Regions from separate parts of the Mus musculus genome. Here regions 1 and 2 are each linked to region 3. Evidence: chromatin contacts called from public Hi-C and promoter capture Hi-C data. All regions are on one chromosome and are shown on one strand. The core of a region is the stretch at or near the end of the contact, and the rest is flanking DNA. Distances in the headings are between cores, read along the strand shown. Region 1 holds the start of Ifi44 (interferon-induced protein 44). Region 2 has its middle 15 kb from the start of Gm25056. Region 3 holds the start of Ptgfr (prostaglandin F receptor).

Region 1 (3,308 bases), core at 78-2,577, 88 kb after region 3:
TAAGCAGGAGGCACTGGACTCCTGCCTTCCCTAGCCAGTTTCAGTTCATCTTAGGGGTGAAATATATAGTTGAGCCAACATATAAGGACAGGTTGGGGGATCTTGAGCCTCTGGGGGATGGTGGTTTGGGGTAAGGACTATGCTGGATGAGTGGGAGGACTTCTTCCTGAAGAATTCAGCCAATGAGACATGGGGCGGGGAGGAGAATGCAGTTGGATTCAGCCAATGAGACATGGTGGGGGGGGGAGGAGAATGCAGTTGGATTCAGCCAATGAGACATGGGGGGGGAGGAGAATGCAGTTGGATTCAGCCAATGAGACATGGGGGGGGGTGGAGAATGCAATTGGTTCAGCCAATGAGGCATCCTGGGGGCAGGGAAATGCAGTTGGGAGAATAAATAAAAAGCAGTGTTCTGCATCAAATTCCATTTTTGATTTTTTCCTGAGTTGACACCTGACTTTTCAAGCTCAGAAAATAAACTTCTTTGTGTTTGCTACTCTGGGTCTCCAGCACTCTTTCTTATTTATTTATTTATTTAAAACATTTTTTTTTGTTTTTTTGAGACAGGGTTTCTCTGTATAGCCCTGGCTGTCCTGGAACTCACTTTGTAGACCAGGCTGGCCTCGAACTCAGAAATCCACCTGCCTCTGCCTCCCAAGTGCTGGGATTAAAGGCTTGCGCCACCACTGCCCAGCAGCACTGCCCTGCAGCACTCTTATTTTTAAGAGAAGATCACTGATGTTCAATCCTGCTGACAGGCAGGATACTCCCCATCCCTCTCTGTACTCTTCTTGTTGAGTATATTGCCTATAGTGTACTGTGTTGACCATGTTTGTTTCCCTTCAAATTTAGTGAAATAAAGGCGACATCCTTCTTGTAGCCAGGTGTTATAGAAGGGTGCTTGTGCTCGCCGTAGCAGCCTCTGGAGGGATGCACACTAGTTTGGAATAAAATGATAACAGAGACTAAGCGAAGCTGGTGACTTTAAGATGCATTTCAGAGATTCAATACATAGTTAATTTTGCTTTGCATGTCCATCTACAGCAACTTGTTGAATTTACCTAAGAAGAAGAAGAAGAAGAAGAAGAAGAAGAAGAAGAAGAAGAAGAAGAAGAAGAAGAAGAAGAAGAAGAAGAAGAAGAAGAAGAAGCAAACCCCAGTCCCATGAGAGCCCCTGCTTCCTAAAATTTCCTGACACACTCTTGGACCGACTTTGCTATTTAAAAGCCTACTGAAGTTGGCTCGCTGCCAGCGTGAGTAGGTATACAGAGTTTCAGTTTTCGTTTCCCGAGCAGGATGAGGCAAACAGAGGAAAAGTTTCTCTTCATTTTCTACAGGCTTGGTCACTGAGACAGAAGCTGCCCTCCTCGGTGCCAGCCTCGGTACAGACTCTTCACACAGGTATGCACTACAGCTTTCTTTCCACTTACCTTATTTGCTTGGAAACAGGAGTATTTAAAAGATTGAAAGCAATTATTTAAATGAACATTTTTGTAAAGATTTTCTTGTTACAGGTTTGTCTCTTGTTTGTTAGTTTCCTGGGTTCTATGAGACAATTGGAGTAAATGAGAGCTTTGTGTGTGTCTTTCTAGACTTCCGTGTTTAAAGAGGACTGTGCTCTTTAAGAGGGCTTTTCCACTAGACTGAAGTATGGCCATGAGAACTCGTTTGACATGGCAGCAAGAAAAGTGCCTGCAGAATTATTTTGGAGGAAAACGTTTTTGTCTTCTTTACAAGGCGAGTGTGCAGAAGTTTTCTCATCAGAATTTGCTCTGCACATGTGAGAATCAAGGTCCTACCATGATAGTGGTTTACAGTGAAAAGTGTGTTATTGGCATGTACCTGAAAGAGGGCTTCCAGGGAAAAGATGTTTCTATCACCATTTTTGCACTCCAAGAGACTGGATTTTCACTATGTGCAAAAGGACCAGATTCACCATATTTATTGTTCCATAAAAGAAAAACTAATGATTTCTCTATACTATTAGATGAGAAAGCTGTGATTGTAAGTTCAGCAATCTGTAAAATGCTCCAACTGACTGCTCGCAATAATGTCATACCTATTCAGGAGTGTGAAGCTTTTCGATGTGAAGGTAAGTTTGCTCAGATAAACCTACTGAAGCTCTCCACTACCTGCTTGGTGACATATGACAATGTTAGATGACATATTCCTGAGGGAAGGACATGCTTAAACTCAGGCTCTCAAGTCTGGAGAGATGACCCACAGAACTGACCTGGCAGAAATTACTAAAATTCTATCATGAAATGGGACTACTTACCTATGTATAAACTCCCTAGGATGTCGTCGTTTTGGGTCATGACATGTGCAGCCTTTACTATGACCCCTCCCCCTTTGCCTGTGGTCATTAGTTGTTTTTTGTGAGTTTGACTGTGTTAGATTCCTCACACTTCTGTGATCACATAGAGTAGTTGGCTTTCCTTAGTTAGCCCAGGCAGTTATTAGTTCATTTCAGCTTAAGAGTCAACTCATCACTAATTTGTCCCTGTCTAAGGTTTTACAATTTATATTCTTGGTTTGACTAATCACTCCTGTTTTGGTTATTGTTGCTTTCAGTTTCTTTGGAGACCCAGTTCCTCTGTGTAGCTCTGGCTGCCTGAAACTTGCTCTGTAGACCAGGCTATCCTCAAATTCACAGAGATCCTCTTGCCTTTGTCTCCGAAGTACTGGCTTTAAAGCTGTGGTCCAAGACTGCCTGACTCTTTTATGTTCTTAAGAGATCCTACGGTTTTTGTTTCCATTTTCAAACATTCCTTATTTCCTACCATGATAAAGCCCCAATTATCACAAAGTTGCTGTAAGGTTTTTACACAGTTGATTTAACATAACTATAGTTTTATCTTTCCTCTCAGACACAGGTGCTATTTCAGAGAGTGCTTTTGTATAAACTCAGAAGTTTGCTTTTATTTTTGTATGTGGTATTTATTTCAAGTTTAATTATGTCTTGGTCATTGAATGAAATCTTTATAATGTATGGTTTTGGTAATTTAATGATATTTGCTTGGTTGTTCTACATGTGGCCCCATAGTGAGAATTATTTAGAGATTTGATAGCATTGCTAAACTAATAGTTTCTTGGAGTGACTAGACATTATTATTTTTTTAATCTACTTTTGACTTCTCTTTTGAGCCAGGAATGCATCAATTAAATAGAAGTTCCTATTGACAGCTGGCTTGGACAAAAATTTATGCATATTTTAAAAATTATTTTTATGCATCTCTGCATACTGCATCTTTCTGACCTAATACTACATTTGGGGGAAATATCAGTTGATGTTAGTCTTACCTTGG
Region 2 (3,274 bases), core at 118-2,617, 100 kb before region 3:
GCTGAAGGGGTCTGCAACCCTATAGGTGGAACAGCAATATGAACTAACCAGTACCCCCCAGAGCTCGTGTCTCTAGATGCATATGTATCAGAAGATGGCCTAGTCGGCCATCGTTGGGAAGAGAGGCCACTTGGTATTGCAAACTTTATATGCCCAGTACAGGGGAACGCCAGGGCCAAGAACCGGGAGTGGGTGGGTAAGGGAGTGGGGCGGGGGGGGGGGGGGATATAGGGGACTTTCGGGATAGCATTTGAAATGCAAATGAAGAAAATATCTAATAAAAATTTTTAAAAAAAGTATGTATAACATAGAATGAGTCCAGAATAATGGTAAAGTGATTATGCTCTGAGGTCACAGGTCTGATTTTGAACCTTGCTCCAACATTTTCTAGTTGAATGACCAGGAGAATGTTGTTTCCCAATTTCTACATGTATGTTAATTAGGAATGGCAGCAATGCATACTGCACTTGTTTAACTTTTGTAATATATTTAAAACTTCTGTGGTCTGTAGTATGCACACGTGAATAGACAAATGAATCATCCAATTGAAAAAAAAAAAGAAAGGCTAAAGGCAACAGCCAGGATGCTCACATTCTGTGGGTCCTCATTATTCTTGGGAGTGGATGGCCACCAGCTCACAAGTGGGGATAGAACAGTAGCGTTGAGCGGGGTTCAGGTGGCCGTGCGTACGACAGAATGTGTTCAGGAGACAGCTTCAGTGAGATAGCTCTACTTTTGTTCTGTTTCCCTTCCCTTTTCTTCTTTCTGTTCTTCTTCCCTCCCTCCCTCTCTTTCTCCTTTTTCCTTCTTGTCCTATCTCCTTGTCTTCTAGTCTCCCCATTCCTCCTCTCCACACTTGTAGTCAATGCATGAGCAGGTTTAGGTCATGACTCTTGGCTTTCCGTTCACTGCTTCTTTCCCTATAGTATACTGGGGTGTCTTGAGTAGAATAAATACCAAACTGGTATAAAAAAATGAAGAGGTTTAGGAAGTCAAGTGAAGGCAAAGTACCCCTATTGATGACAAAGCAAGAGAAATCCCTTCTCATTATTGAACCTGATCTTGTATATTGCAAAAACAGTGCTTAGGAGCACAGAGTCTGGCCCTTCATCAACACCACATAAAAGGAATGTTGTTTGTTAAAGCGGTAGATTGGAAACAGCTTGACTACAGCAGAATAGTACTTAGGCATTTTGTTTGAAGCCTGGGATTCTCCACAAGGATTTAGAGTTTGGACTTTAAGTTCCAGAGTGTTGGGTTCTGAGAAAAGTCTGAGAACACTGGAAGGACGGCGTCGTACTGAGACAGAGCGTGGCTGTCTTCTGTGGCCCAAGCTGGAGCAGTGAAACCAGATGTCCTTAGTTTCAACTGCCTTCCCACTGATCTCCCTCTCTCAGGCACTCTGAGATGTCACAGAAGATAAACTATCTGCCCAACTACATTGTAAAAGCTATTTTAGCCTAGTACAGATCTTAAACACAAAGCACCTCTCCTTCTAGACTTAAAAAGTTGACAGTCACTAGAAAGAATCTGTAATTAGCACAGAAACCTGTTAGTTAGTGTAGGGTAAATTATATTTTGTTTAATGATTTAACTGTCCCACGAATAAACATAGAAATGCCCTCAGAGTTATTCCATGGGCATACGGTGTGTATTATCTTAGGGATGTACTTAATGTAGACGAGCAAATGTATTTATCATCTGGATAATAAATTCAGTTCATAGGAAGGATACACTCTAATGCCTGTCCAAAGGGAGACATTGCAGATGAATGTTGGAAGATCTACTGAAGAAAGCAAAAGCAAAAACCTAAGGGTGAGTGTCAGAGGGGCTGTAGCTCAGATAGAGGGTGCTCACCTAGCATCTGTGAGGCTGTAGGTTTGATTCCCAGCTGGGGGTTGAGAGATAGAGAGGCACAGAAAACAATGAGTTAATTTCCTTGCCAAAAGAATAGTTTTTTTTTTTTAAAATGCATCACACCACGTATTCAAATCCTATGCAATTGGATGCTTGAACCAGCTTCAACTGGTTGAATGTTTTGTGTTATTTACAGCTGGAGTGGGATACTTCCCTGATGATTTAATAGAATCTGAAAGCAATCACTTATCAGTATTTATTCCAAGAGGATGCTGCTATATTAATGCAATGGCATAAACATAGGATCTAGTTTAATAATACTTAGGTCAGAGTTTTAGCATTAGTGTCCTAGCAACTTAGGGAAACTTATTTTCAAGAAAATTACCATACCTGTTCAGTGTGGTTTTTGAAGAATTTGAAGTGAGGATGGATATGAAAATGTTCTCTGATATAATATAAAATGTTAACTTTTGTTTTTTTATTGCATGTCAGACAGTTGCCCTAGAAAGATTATATACTTTACTAGCCACACCATCTTGTTTCTAGCTATGTCTCTAGTTTTTAGTAGAAAGCTACCAGCTCCCAACCTGCTACCCCATCCTGGGGTGGGGATGGGATGTTTCCCTCATTTCCTATGCGTGTGGTCTGCAAGCCTCTTTTTGTTGCCTCCCACATTATGTTTTTATGGGTGGCATGCTACTCTCCATTAATCACCACAGTATTATAGAGTTCCTTGCTTCTTTCAATTTGACACAAGTATTTCTGCTAGCCTGTACGCTGACCTGCATGTTGTATGTTTCTGTGGAAATGGTGTGTGTGTGTGTGAGTGTGTGTGTGTGTAAGCACGTGCACATGTGTTGAATTATTTCTTTTATCCCAAATAAAAGCAAGTCAAGATGGGCATGGGCAGAAGTGAGAATGCTTTCCAACCAAAGCTATGAAATGGTTTATTATAGAGATAAAAACCTCAGTGCCCAGTGTTCACAGTTATTCATTTTCGAACACAGCTGAGAGAAAAACAGTCATAAAATCACTCTGTTTCAGGTCTGTGTGAAAACATGGTTAGTATTCAGAAGACATTCCTATTTGAATCTAGAAGTAGAAGGGCAAAAGTGGTGATCGCTGGATTGGAACACAAAATTAGGAATTCATCTTAGAAAACACTTTGCTTTGCCGAAGCAGACAAATATTTACACATAAAGAGTCCATGTAGAACAGAGTGTGAAAGTCTGACGCTGTTGAAAAGTATAATCAAGATGAAATGAGGGAGTCATGTACAAGAACCATAATTTTGATGGAGCAGGCTGGAAGAATGATCAATGTAATGACTTAATTCAAAGAGTAAGGTGGACTTGAGATTGGATATCATAGTCAGGAATACTTTTCCTGTAAAGACATGTTGGGAGTCATCTCAGGC
Region 3 (3,318 bases), core at 399-2,898:
GACTAGGAACTGGGAGTCAGATTAGGGTGGCACATAGGCCTGGGAGCAACATTAAAAGTTGTTCATTGTTCACTTTTTGAGAGCACCTTGCCCTGCTAATATTAATATGTCTAGTTTGTCTGAACTATGTGTTGGTTAAGGAATGGGGTTCTAAAGAGGGAATTCCAATAACAGATGCAGAATAGATTGAAGAAATGATGCAATTCCGGTAGTGCTTTGGAAAAGAAATCACAATTGCCTTGGTTTTATTGAGTGCTACAATTTGACATTGAATGAGCAGGCTGGTTCCTTCCCACCCAGTTCCACAGCACTGGTGTGAGATGCCCCTGTCTCCAAGCTGCAGAGATTCCCAAATCGAAATCTGGCTCTAGAATTCACTACTTCAAAGATTTGGTGAGAACAGGGGAATGACAGAGAAGACCCCCCCCCCCCCCATAGAGGGCCATTTCCACGAGAGAAACACAAGGAAAACCATCAACACACTGAGCTGCAACCAAGGACTGTTAATCATTAAAGGAAAGAGTGGCACTCCGTGTCACATTTTCAGTGTGGCTTGTGACAGGGTTGTTCTTTGGATACTGGCCATCCCGGGACACAGCATTTTCCAACTAATCAAAACATTGACCTCTCTGACCATACCCAAGTCACAGTTTAAACACGCTATGATAATATCAATTAAAACTGCTCTGTCTCCACCACAGGGGGAGAGTGTGCAGCCGGACTTTTCTACAGTTAATGGCTAATTTATTTTATCTTGCCTTTGCACTTTATGAGCCCTTTCGATCTTCAGGAATTTGGAAGCACCTTCTGGCTCTGGAATGGAGAAGCAGATTCCAGAACTCTTTACACAGCTAGTGACAACCTTTTGCTAGGGCCAGAAGGGAAATCGAGGTAATAGGGGCACACAAGTGCTGCGCTGGAAATGACATATTCAGAGGTGTGGATGTTATTAGCTAAAAAACAATCATAGTGAAAAGAACTCACATTGTACAAGTTCACACAGCACTATACGTTTAACAAGCTCAAATAACAGTTCTTAATGAAAAATGAGCGCGCCTTTACTTGAACACAAAGTACATTTTACAAAATCTATAAGGTGTATATCCTTTGTTGTGGATGTCACTAGAAATTCTCTCAAGGACTTCGAAGCTCCCAAAAGGTCTCGAATCCCAGGCCAGCAGGTGCTTAAGAACGCAGCTCTCACTTCCCTTTATACTCTTACCCGGCTTGCACTCCAGTGACAGTGGAGCCTAAGGCTGTTCCTCTTACAGCAGTTGCCCAGAACTTCTAATTCACTCCCTGTGGATATCTGCTAGAAGTTCTCTTTCAAACTGGCAGACCTTTACCCAGATTTCCGCGTCCCTTTTTGGTTGGACCTGGAATTAATTCATTCCCCATAAGCTGTACCCGACAATCCCACACACCAGGCTCTAAACATGCCTTGGTTTTCCTTGTTTCTGTCTTGAAGCTTCGGAAATGACCTCTTTCATTTGGAAACGAGTTTAAAGCAAAACTTTCCGTAGTTGCCTGGTGGCTAAAAGCGTTGTCTTCTGCTGCTCGGTGGCCAAAGCATCAGAGGACCGTGCAGCAGCCTCACCCTGTGCGGGCAGAGAAAGTGGGCGGAGAGGAGAGAGACGAGGAAGGGGCGGAGGTCACCCAGCCCTCCACCCTGCAGAGGCTGGGAGCATCTCTAGGTGCTCTGGAGTTCAGGACACAATAGGTCCTGCGGGTGATCCAGTGCTCAGAAGTGTCCTAGGGAGGAAAGAGAGGTGGAACCCGAGGTTGCGGCTGCGCAGGGCTGGTTGCGCCATGGAACACCGGGCTCAGCGCTCTTCTGCTCCGGACACAACCACTCAGTGGCTCAGGATGCCGAGGTAAAAACCCCGTGGCTGCATTCCCACGGCCGGATTCCCACGGTCCCTGGATTCTCCAGCTGAACCCAGGGTTGATAAACTCCGGTGGCAACAGCTGCAGGGGTCCCGCTGGAGAGCACTATAGGCTGAGACTGGCAGGGATTTTGGACCCAATTCGTGGTGTGCTATGAGGAAAGAAGGGCTTGGGGGCTTCACTGTAAGGATGGGGCTCAGTAGCAAGGATTTCCACCACCCTCAGGAGAGAAGCACGCACACAGGGCTACCCCTTTCTTTCCCTGAGATTCCCTGCTGGCTGCACTACATGGTCCTTACCCCGGCTGCCGCAGACCTTTGGCGCCCCCCAGGGTGGGAGGGAAAAGAACTCTCCGGAGTTTGAGAAATTGCAAAAAGTTTCAGCAAGTTGGTTAGGTTTAGAGGCAATGTTGCAAGCTGAGGCCCCTTGGGGTGTGGGCTTTGCAACTGTCGAAAGTAGAAATGTGAGTAAGACACCGAGGGGGCAGCCAGCCTCTTTCCTTCAGGCACCTAAAGCCTCTGGGCTGTCAAATCCCCAGCCTCCGGGAAAGCTGCTCTGGGAAAACAATCTAATTATCCAGTGGTGTGGTCCTGAAGCTAGCACGGACTTAGGACTCAACACATTAGGGGCAAAAAACCCAAACAGCAAACAGTACAGCATTTCTCACTGGAGGCTACAGTAACCTGACAGCACCCTTCCTCATCTTGGTGCAGGGATTTCTGCCCCGTGAAAGAAGGCTAGATCAGAAATCACAGCCTCAACACTCTTCCATGAGTCAAAGTGTGACTGAGTGTGAGGTGTGTGTGTGTGTGTGTGTGTGTGTGTGTGTGAGAGAGAGAGAGAGAGAGAGAGAGAGAGAGAGAGAGAGAGAGATTGATTCTGTTTGTTGCCCTTTCATGACCTTGGCTTTATGACCAGCAGGTGGATCAAGTACTTGGGGAGGGGTCAATGTCCCACAGAGAAAAGAACAGGATTTTAAAGGATTAGTTATTTCAATAGATTGCTATGCGTTAAAAACTCCATTGGTTTGAAATCTAACCTTCTTAGTGCTTTAGTAAGACTTCAAATGATTCAAGATGTCAAGGATACATCAGGATGGCTTTTTTTTTTTTTAGATTTCTCTCTCTCTTTCTAGGGAAGTGAACTGATGGTGTCAGTTTGGGCGGTATCTTTATCTTGAAAGAGAGACAACCAGAACAGATGCATGCTGGCGGCAGGGTCCTGCAACCTGACTTATGATAGGCTGGGCAAATCCACCCCATCCCAGGGTGCTGAGGCACTTGGTTCTAAATGTCAGATGACTGACTGGTAATTAGGTCTTTATAATTCCTGTCCTGTATGCTACAGATGTCTGCACTCCGAGACTGCACAGTTGTGACAGAGAGATGACTTGAGGGGACAGCTTTTACCTCCACAACAATGTCTATGAAC

What was found. Hi-C and Micro-C count contacts between places; a contact is called where the count stands out from the background. Capture Hi-C pulls out chosen DNA fragments and counts their contacts.
Region 1: a promoter capture Hi-C map of adipose tissue shows a contact between it and region 3. The contact joins the promoter of Ifi44 here to the promoter of Ptgfr in region 3. A contact is called at or near these places in 1 of 39 promoter capture datasets (neural stem cells), 1 of 115 datasets of contacts at active chromatin or transcription factors (embryonic fibroblasts) and 2 of 9 other capture datasets (adipose tissue and pancreatic islet).
Region 2: a Hi-C map of uterus shows a contact between it and region 3, with 2.9 times the contacts expected there. The contact joins the enhancer-like site here to the promoter of Ptgfr in region 3. A contact is called at or near these places in 3 of 39 promoter capture datasets (the 3T3-L1 cell line, 3T3-L1-derived adipocytes and liver), 1 of 15 datasets of contacts at CTCF or cohesin (the NIH/3T3 cell line), 4 of 484 Hi-C or Micro-C datasets (all in uterus), 3 of 115 datasets of contacts at active chromatin or transcription factors (the NIH/3T3 cell line, astrocytes and heart atrium) and 3 of 9 other capture datasets (adipose tissue, liver and pancreatic islet).

Annotation. Positions count from the first base shown.
Region 1 is chr3:151,747,929-151,751,236 of GRCm38.p6, reverse strand. It overlaps Ifi44 (interferon-induced protein 44), which reads left to right and starts at 1,327. Exons shown (of 8, transcript NM_133871.3): 1 at 1,327-1,401; 2 at 1,593-2,092. The coding sequence starts at 1,651.
Region 2 is chr3:151,939,879-151,943,152 of GRCm38.p6, reverse strand. No RefSeq gene overlaps it. Among named protein-coding and RNA genes, the nearest start is that of Gm25056, 15 kb to the right of the region's middle. Within about 2 kb of position 1,367, at least 2 of the 459 cell types and tissues checked have an H3K27ac peak or open chromatin away from gene starts, as enhancers often do. A contact at or near this core is called in uterus, where this site is marked.
Region 3 is chr3:151,835,858-151,839,175 of GRCm38.p6, reverse strand. Ptgfr (prostaglandin F receptor) reads left to right here and starts at 1,648. Exons shown (of 3, transcript NM_008966.3): 1 at 1,648-1,874; 2 at 3,235-3,318. The coding sequence starts at 3,307.